2 separate regions of the Zea mays genome follow, and region 1 is linked to region 2. A link is a contact called in public Hi-C data. All regions are on one chromosome and are shown on one strand. Each heading gives the region's core, a stretch centred on a gene start, on an enhancer-like site or on the middle of the called end of the contact. The rest is flanking DNA. Distances are from core to core; before and after follow the strand shown. Region 1 holds the start of LOC100285502 (small nuclear ribonucleoprotein F). Region 2 holds the start of LOC100283672 (calmodulin binding protein).

What was found. Hi-C and Micro-C count contacts between places; a contact is called where the count stands out from the background.
Region 1: a contact with region 2 is called in a Hi-C map of bundle sheath, with 2.2 times the contacts expected there. The contact joins the promoter of LOC100285502 here to the promoter of LOC100283672 in region 2. A contact is called at or near these places in 4 of 25 Hi-C or Micro-C datasets (bundle sheath, endosperm, leaf and 1 more).

Annotation. Positions count from the first base shown.
Region 1 is chr5:91,347,893-91,352,471 of Zm-B73-REFERENCE-NAM-5.0, forward strand. LOC100285502 (small nuclear ribonucleoprotein F) reads left to right here and starts at 1,590. Exons shown (of 5, transcript NM_001370715.1): 1 at 1,590-1,716; 2 at 3,465-3,552; 3 at 3,652-3,689; 4 at 3,828-3,892; 5 at 4,222-4,536. The coding sequence starts at 1,711. The coding sequence ends at 4,285.
Region 2 is chr5:91,538,524-91,543,193 of Zm-B73-REFERENCE-NAM-5.0, forward strand. It overlaps LOC100283672 (calmodulin binding protein), which reads right to left and starts at 1,822. Exons shown (of 9, transcript NM_001156573.3): 1 at 1,725-1,822; 2 at 1,494-1,610. The coding sequence starts at 1,585.

The sequences.
Region 1 (4,579 bases), core at 340-2,839, 190 kb before region 2:
ACAACACGACGAACTATGTCGAGCTCCAGACTACGAAGGTCAAGGATCGCTATAGCCTAAATGATGGCACCAGGGGCCCATGCAGTCCGTGTCGTTCGCCATAGTAAATACGAGACAACTAGGTGGACCTGAGCCACTAGTACACATGGCTATACCCCGGTAAAAAATGCTTGGTTTTACCCTTGTCTTACAGCTTCCCAAGGAAGCTACCGCTTGCCAACCCCTCTCCCACCCTATAAAAGGGAAGGGTTGGCCCTAGGCAAGGGGACGAGGAGACGAAGTCGAGTTCACTTGGACATGCACTCACAAGAACGAACCCCAGATGGACAGACGAATAGGAGGAGGAGCGACGACGAGGACCAGGAGACCGGAGTCCAGCCGACAAGGCAAGACTTAGCTACGACTCCATTATGTAACTTCTAAGCTCCACTTTCACCCCCCGATAAAGAGACTTGTGAGCCTCTCCTCCCTCTCTTGCCCACCTGTAACTCCTATTGTGAGTTTTGATCATCAATGGTGCCTGTAGCGCAAGCCGTCGATGATTGGAAGTAGGGATGTTCTATACAAACCAGTATAAATCTTGCGCCCACCACACACACTCTCTAGAGTCCGGAACACACACAATATATTTACTTGTCGGAGCGAGGTTCGAAACACCTACACATGACCTTATAGTATATTTGATCATGGTTGCATTCATCCCTTGCCAGCAATAAAAGAGGTCCCTGAGGCCCTAGGGGTGGTGGTCCTGACCCTATAGTCTTTTATACCGAGATCTTTAAAATACGTATTAGCAAGCTATGACCTTTCTCGAACGTTGACATAATATTGTAATATTGAATTCCTCCTTATTTAGAGTGTCGTTTAAATAAAAAACACCATTTGTATCTTAAATCTGTATACTATATAAAGCAACAGTTTTCACGGTCGTCGTGCTCCTCCACATTAAATGGTAAAAAACTTAAATTATGCACAAATGAGATTCAGAATCATGGTTGCTAGCTCTAAACCCATGTTGACACCCATCTAGCCAATATTGCACATGTCTTTGTGTTTTATATTCTATACTTACAAATGGAATCATAACAACATACATACACTTTGCTAGTGCATTTTGAATGGACAGTCTTGTTTTCTCTGTTTAGCTAGCTAGATAGCTAGTGATAACATTTAGAGATCTAATTTAGAATATCGTAGGAGGATTTTTTTCTCACCATAATCTCAATTCTTATCAACCAAAAAGATATAAAAAGACTTTTGGAGTTGCTTTTATAGGTATTATTACATATTTTTCTAGGATAAAGGAACAATATAAGTCCATTTTTTTTAAAAAAATATAAATTTACTTTGTAGGAAATTTTATTTTCGTCCCAAAATGTACTCCTCTCGTCAATGGGGATAATGTCTTATTTATGAGTTCCTTTTGACGATGTTAAAATAAAAAAAAAATCAGAATACTTATCGACACTAAGACCCATAAAGTTGCTAACGGGCTGAGGCCTAAAAGGCCAAACCACTTTCCTGGTGGTGGTTCGTTTCTGATCTCTGAGAGTCCGCCCCCCTAAACACCGCTTGGGCTATCCCGAACCCTAACCCCGACCGCCGCGCCAGCTACTCCCGTTTCGTCCTCGCGGCATTCGCGGCGTTTTCTCCCTCTGCTCGAACCGCGCCGACGAGCGACGACAAGAACTGCTCTATTCTTCAAAACAAATGGCGGTAAGCTATTCTGACTTCCACCGGAATGCCCCTCTTCAGGCGATTTACAAACAGACCCGTTCGCAGCTCTTGTGTGATTTTGCGTCGTCGTCTGTTCTTTTATTTTCCACGCTTCCTATCTGTCAAGCGCCTTAAATCGACTAAAATTTCAAGCGACGGCAAGTTGGTGCTGCACCCCAAAGCTCACCACTTCCGGTACTAGGAGAATCTTTGGTAGGTAGGCCGGATTGGGACCGGCGGAGCCGCGGGGACACCGGACACGAGCAAGCGGCGGGAGGCGGGAGGCGGGTGAGCGCGGCCAACTGCCCCGTCGAGGGGTTTCTGCTGTAGTAGTAGGGAGGGCGTTCAAAGTTGAGACACCTAGGTTGAATTCCAGCTAGGTGAGGTGTGCGACTGGAGTAGACACCGATTTTGGTACATTTGATGGAATCAGCTGTGCGACTGGGAAGAGGGGAAATTATGGAAGAGTAATTTTGAAGGCTTATCAGTGTATATTTGAAGGGAATCAGCTGTGCGATTTTATTGACATGGAATTTTCTTTTTCTATTCAAAATTGAATAGGAAGGGGTTTCCTCTCCCATGGATGCCTCTAATTCCCTGGTCACCAAACTAGCCCTCAGAGGTTGTTTGGTTCCCTTGACTGAAGTTTAGTTCGTGTCACATGAAATATCAATTATGAGTAATAGGCTTAATTAGGTTTAATAAATTCGTCTCGTCTTTTAGTCTTCATCTATGTAATGAGTTTTATAATTAGATTATATTTAATACTCGTAATTATCATACAAACATTCGGTGTGACAGGGAGTAAACTTTAGTTGGGTGGAACCAAACACCCCCTTAATGTTAGGGCATGCTTGGACTGAACTTTTTTTGGGGGAGTGACTACCAAATTTTATATCTGAGTAGCCAAAAACCGGATGTGGAAACATGACAGGCCTTTCTGTCTCTTTTTATGGATGTCACTGCTTCTGATCTCAGTCATACCTATCAGAAGTTCAGGCCAGTGGTTTCACCTTTACCAGTACCACTGAAGTATCATATAATAGCTGCAGTTGTTTCTGCTAACTTAATCCAAAGGTAATTTTGCATTCCGGTTCTAAAATTGCTTGTGATCTCAACATCACATGAAAAAGCATCAAATTGTAATGAGCTAAGCAGGGCATAAGCTGTTAAGCTTGATTCCCAGTCTTGTTATTATATTGAATTGCTAAAGTTGCAGGTTAAATCTAATTTACAGTGAAATACTTGACTAGATAATCGGACAACTGCGTTTGTTCTAAATTATGGGTCTCACTGTCTCTTTCCAAGGTGACATAGATCATGAGATTTAAAATGTGGACCTGCTTATACATCTTGATGCTTAATATGTGCTGTATTATTGGTCTATTTTCAGTTAAACATTGAGCCACTGTGTGCATCGTGTTATGCATGTCATATCTTTGTGATGCTCTTTATGCACCATACTATTGTAATTTGTAAATGCCTTCCTTTCCAATTGAGAAGCTTTGTCTCACTGCAAAATGCTGGGGTAAGGCTTGCCTCGGTTATTCCTTACCCAAACCCTACTGGGTCTGTCCTTCCTTTCCAATTGATGGCAGAAAGTTATCATCTAGTTGACCAATGGACTTCAGTAATAATAAGCTACAGAGATCCAAAGAATGAAATGAGTCTTGTTATGTATGTTTGCAATCCATAATAAAGTATGGTCTTACGGTATATACTCACTTATCAGCTCTCGTTTTGTGCAGACCGTTCCAGTTAACCCAAAACCTTTTCTGAACAACCTGACAGGAAAGCCTGTTATTGTCAAACTCAAGTGGGGTATGGAGTACAAGGGTAAGTTATCTCCTTTTTGTTCAGTTTAAACCAGAACATTTTGTTTTCCAAATACTGCCGCTGCTCTTTATCAAACTGAAAATTATTATACATTCCCAGGTTATCTTGCTTCTGTGGACTCATATATGAATCTCCAGGTACTAATTTGGCAGTTTGGCTGTCATACTATAAGGGTGGTGGTGTATTGAATGCGTGAGATGAATAGCTAATCATCTATTGGGTACTGAATGACATACAAAATTCATTGCTGCCTCTTTTTTTTCTACTGCGTGCAGCTTGCCAACACTGAGGAGTACATTGATGGTCAATTCTCTGGAAACCTGGGAGAGATTCTGATCAGGTAATGTTTATTGTTCCCTTCTTTCAAGCTTATATCAAGTAACGTTGTTTTGTAATAAAGGTAGATATAATACTTGGAAAAGCTTGCATACATCGTGTCATCGTGCTGCCCTACTCTCCAACTACCGTTACTTAGACTTAGAAAGTACTGTGGTCTTGTTGACGAAGTTACATCTGAAGGAGGCTAGGGTTTCTTTAAAACCTAAATTGTTGTGAGCTTTTTAGAACTGGGATCTTCGATTGTATTTGATCAAACTAGGCCTGGTTGCATTGCATAATCATTTGGTTCTTGTATGATTAGTTTTTTTATGTTTGTACTTCTACATACAGGTGCAACAACGTCATGTATCTCCGAGGCGTTCCAGAGGATGCAGAGATAGAGGACGCAGAGTGAGAAGATGCGATCAATGTTAGATTGATAAATGTAATATGGTTCTGACATCTATGTTCGAATATGCCGGTGACAAGTAGATCTATCGGATCGCTTTGTTCTCTTGAGTGATGAAACATGATGGCGTCGGGCCAAGGGTGAAGCTGCTTTCAGTTAGACTATGCTGTCATTCTGCTGAATGTATATCAGATTTCTTGAACAATTCTTCTTGCCTCATTGCCTACTATCACGGATTAAGTTATATCAGGGAAAAATGACCGGCTCTTTTTTTTTCCCGTTGAGAAAACAATGGTCTCC
Region 2 (4,670 bases), core at 572-3,071:
TATGGAAGGAAGATTGGATGTGCGTGAAGGAATCACTACTTAAAACGGTGGCCAACAATGATCAGTAACGCCTGTGAGCTGTGTTTTCCTTCTGAGGGGACATGGAACGTGCCTGTAGCATTTTCATGTTATGATTCATTGGTGTTGGAGCTGTTTTTGGCGTTTTATAATAGTTCAGAGGTGTTTTGAACGTTTCAGGATTGGGCATGCCGCGTATTAAGCCCTTTGTGCTAAGGTGTGTTGGTATTTTTCTTGTTTAGTTGCTAGCTGCGTAGTTGTACCTCTTAAACTTGATGTAACATTGTTGATGTGAAGTAATGAAATTCGGTTCTTTGTGCTATCAGAAGAAAATGTGCAACAACTATATTTTCTTAATCTGATTGTGTGGCAATCTGAATTCGAACTCAAATCCAAACAACAAAGGTATTCACTAAACCTATTAGTAGGTGATTCAGCAAGTCTCAAAAACATGAGAACGGTACATGTTCATAACGTGCATTTGCAAAGAGAATACAGGTATATCGTATATGCAACTGAATTATAACACTGGTTATTAGATTGATAACTCTATTCCTACTTACGGCTTTACAATAATTCATGTGTCCCTGAATCAATCTAGACTCATATCCATCAACACTGTATGTTTGCATAGGCTACCATGCTCTAATTTCACTTGAGATCTTTAGATACTCCTAGAAACGTAGACCAAACTTGGAGAAATTAAGTGACTTTAAACAGGTACCCAAATCTGTATTGAAAAGGAATTGTCGAATTGAACTTGAGTGGGCTGAGCATGCAGCCACTGAACTACACCCTTAACGAACCAAGCTGGGCTCGATTCCTTTGCTTATCTGGTAACACACATTCGACAGCGGTTACTTCAACTTTGAAATAAACAGGGGCATTACCTGATTTACCGAAACCCCAACGGCCAAAGCATTATTACTCGTGTCCAACTAACGGAACATTAGGTCGATGTTAACGGTACAAATACTTTCCATTTTGGACAAGGTGGCACTATGAATATTCCATGCTAGGGTACATGCTTTCATGAGTTGAGACTGTTACATAAAAAAACTAACACCAAGATCAATATTTCTTCCAAATTCTACGGTCCAGCCAACCAGTTTGCCATCATTCCAGCCAATTCTCCAACAACCTACACCAAACCCTAGCTTAAACGTTGATGTTAGCACAGACCAGTCACCGGTAGCTACTGAAGATGATATCAGCTCGAGTTCAGCTCACCCAAGACAAAGGAAACACGAAAAAAAACAAACGGGACCATTTCCACAGGTACTCACTACCACAACAGATAAGCTGAAACGTAATCCAGGCCCAAATTTCCGAATAGTATATAATACTGAAGTCACAAAGCTCCCAATAGCGTTCGGCGTTTTCCCCATTCGTGCAACTAATTCCACAGCTTGTCAAACAGAAAGCACATCACGAAGCTAAACACGCACAAAAGCGGAACCCCGAGAATTCCTCACCTGGCCAGTGCCGGAGGCCGCGACCTCTTGGCATCAGGACGTCCGTCGCCGGCGCCCCCGCCGGCGTCCTCGAGCCCACGCTTCTCCTTCATCGCTGGCACGAAGGCCCGGGCGAATCTGCACCGAATCCAATGAAACTCGCGTCAGATTCCGCCCCTCTAGGCCTCTACAATTCGGCGCGTGCGAAGAAGTAGTTGAGACGGGGGGTGGGAGACTGGAGAGGTCGCTCACCTGGTTCGGACGCCGGAATCGGAGACGGGACGAGGCCACGAGGGCCAGCCCAGATCGCGGACAAAAGGGAAGGGAAGCGACCGACCGCGCACACAGTTCGATGTGTGGTAGGGGAAATGAACCTATATACTATAGTATACATTACTGCCCGACACTTCGCACCCGGCCATCGACTCGTCCATCGCAAATCGATCACTGGCATTGGGCCCGGACATGGATTTTTACGCAGGTCCCACCCGACGTATATACGGTGTGTGAACGGGTATAGTGGCGGCGCGGGGCGAAACGAAAAAGCGGAAGCAGCACATTGCGGGCCCCCACAGTGACAGTGACGTCGTTATCTGGTTGGCTGACGTGGTCTCGGCGCACGCAAATATCGCAAGGGCAGGATAGCGCGGCGGAGCGGGCGCCCGGCGCCGCGACCGGTCCACGAACGGCGTGATCTTCTGGCGGGGGCAGGAGGAAAGGAGACAACGATTACCGCCATATGGAGCAGGCTGAAGAGCATAATAAACACGTGAATAGGGCCGGCCGTTTTTTAGAATTTGAACAGGGCACTCTATCCAAGAACATTTGAGAGAAGATTAATAATTATAATCTTTCTTAAGGCACATTATCCAAGACAGATAAAATAGAACGTTTGGATCTATATCACATAAAATTCGTCTGATCACCAGAATCTATAGTTAACAAACTCGGTCTAAAACCTTCTTTGGAATGCAGGAATTTCTGAGAAAACATACAGAAATTTTATAAGAATCATTTTATTTTCACAGTAAAAACACTGAAAACCGGAGAAACCCCGCATCCCAAATGGGGCCTAAGCTTGTGAGTGAAAATGAGAAAATAACAAGTTCTTTTTCTAAATTGACGCTTCATGTTTCATTATAGGGAAATGGTCATATTGTTGTTCGTGCTAGGAATCTATTTTTCACTGATAGAGTGATCTGGGAAAGGTATCTAATTGCATCAAGTCAAAATATATATCTATGAATATTGATCATTATTGGTTGTGTCTTGGAAAAAATATGCCATATGTACATGTTCGTATCTGTTGGTGTATCAGCCATATGTTGAGACATCTGGGAAGCAAGGAATAGAATGTGTTTTGAAAATGTATTGATTAATTCACCTAATGATATTATTTGACCCGCTTGTTCATTGATCACTTACTGGACAGGATTAAGCAAGAAAGAGCTTCAGGATTTGCTTCAAGAGGGAGCTAGGTTGTTGGTTCATGTTGCAAATGCAAAAGTGGATAATCTGATTGAAGGTGTTGTCAACACTGATGATGATGATGGTAATCCAACACAGGACGAGTGATTCAATGGCGGCACCATTTTCGGTAGGCTACATGTATCGATTGGATAGATGTTACTCGGCGCACTTTGTCATGGTGTTGAATGAGTTTTAGTTCAAACTTTGTGTCTGATGATTGGTTCTCCAACTTAAACTTTGTATGTGATTGGGAAGGTCCATGTTCTGGTGGGTAAACCTGAATCAGGTGAATGCCACTGGGAAAAATGTTATCCTCGTCTAGTTTCTATGATTTGCCATAAGTCTCTGATGTATCTGTCTATGTTGGCGGGTACATCCAAAACTTAGTTGTATTTCCTGTTATGAATATAATAGAAATGGGGAGGTCCTCTTTTAAAAATGAAAGGGAAATGTTTATTGTTATTCTAAAAAAAATTCTCACAAAGATAATACGCTTATACACACATGTATTGTATGCCACCTAGATAAATGAGGTAATTATTATTTTGATTAAGAAATAGAATGATTTCCTAGCATTGTACTATGTTTTTGTATAGCTAAAAATACCATCTTCTTGCATTTAGAGATATAATCCTATAATATCGAGTGCAATTTTATGATATTGAGATATGTAAGTGGTTTTCTTCGTAATAGAGAATATCATATGTAAAAATCTGTGATGGAGTTGGAAAATTCGTTTCTAGATAAAAAGGCTATCATAGTTAAAAATCTATGTAAAAATCTTGGACATTTACAACTCTATCATAGATAATGTCTTGGTCGTTTACAACTCTGTTAGAGATAGACTACAGTCAAACCAAGATTGATTTCTAACAAACTATGTTACTCCTTCTAACACTTCCCCTCGGTCAGAATTACCCATGCCGAGGTTGTACTAAAATTTTCTTAATCTTCTTACTTGTAACACTTTGTAAAGCTAGCAGCTATCTGGTCTCTTGATGAAACTATCTTGATTTGTAACAACTTGTTGGCTACTCTCTTGCACAAAATGATAGTCAATCTCAATGTGCTTAGTATGAGAGTGAAAATTCAGATTGTATGACATGTAGGTCACACCTAAGTTGTCATACCACAAACTCGATACTTCATGTTGAACTATTCCACGTTCCTTTATAATTGTTTCTACCCTAATTACTTCTATGGCAACATTTGCTAACTATTTGCACCCCACCTTAGTGCTAGATCAAAACATTGTCAACTACTTCTTAGCACTCTTGGAAACTAGATTCTCGACAAGACAATAGATGGCAAAACCTCATATTGACCTTCTATCATCAATACAACTAGCTCAATCTACATCAAAAAATGTTCTTACAAACATGATTTTTACACCAATAGTTCCTTATATATATATATACTCTTTTAGCAGTGACCATGTGTTTAGTTGTTGGCACATGTAGGTATTAGCAAACCTTGATCACCAAAAATGTAAGATATATATGGGCATGTTTGGTTCCCTACATAAATTGCCACACTTTGCCTAACTTTTCTGCCTAAGGTTAGTTATTCAATTCGGACGACTAACCTTAGGCAAAGTGTGGCAGATTTAACCGCGAACCAAACAGGCTTGTAAGGGTTAGATATTATAGTGCACCTACAACATTTATATATCTTGTTGCTTCTTATTATCAAGAGGAATACCACTGTATGCTTAAAATTTCTTAGAGA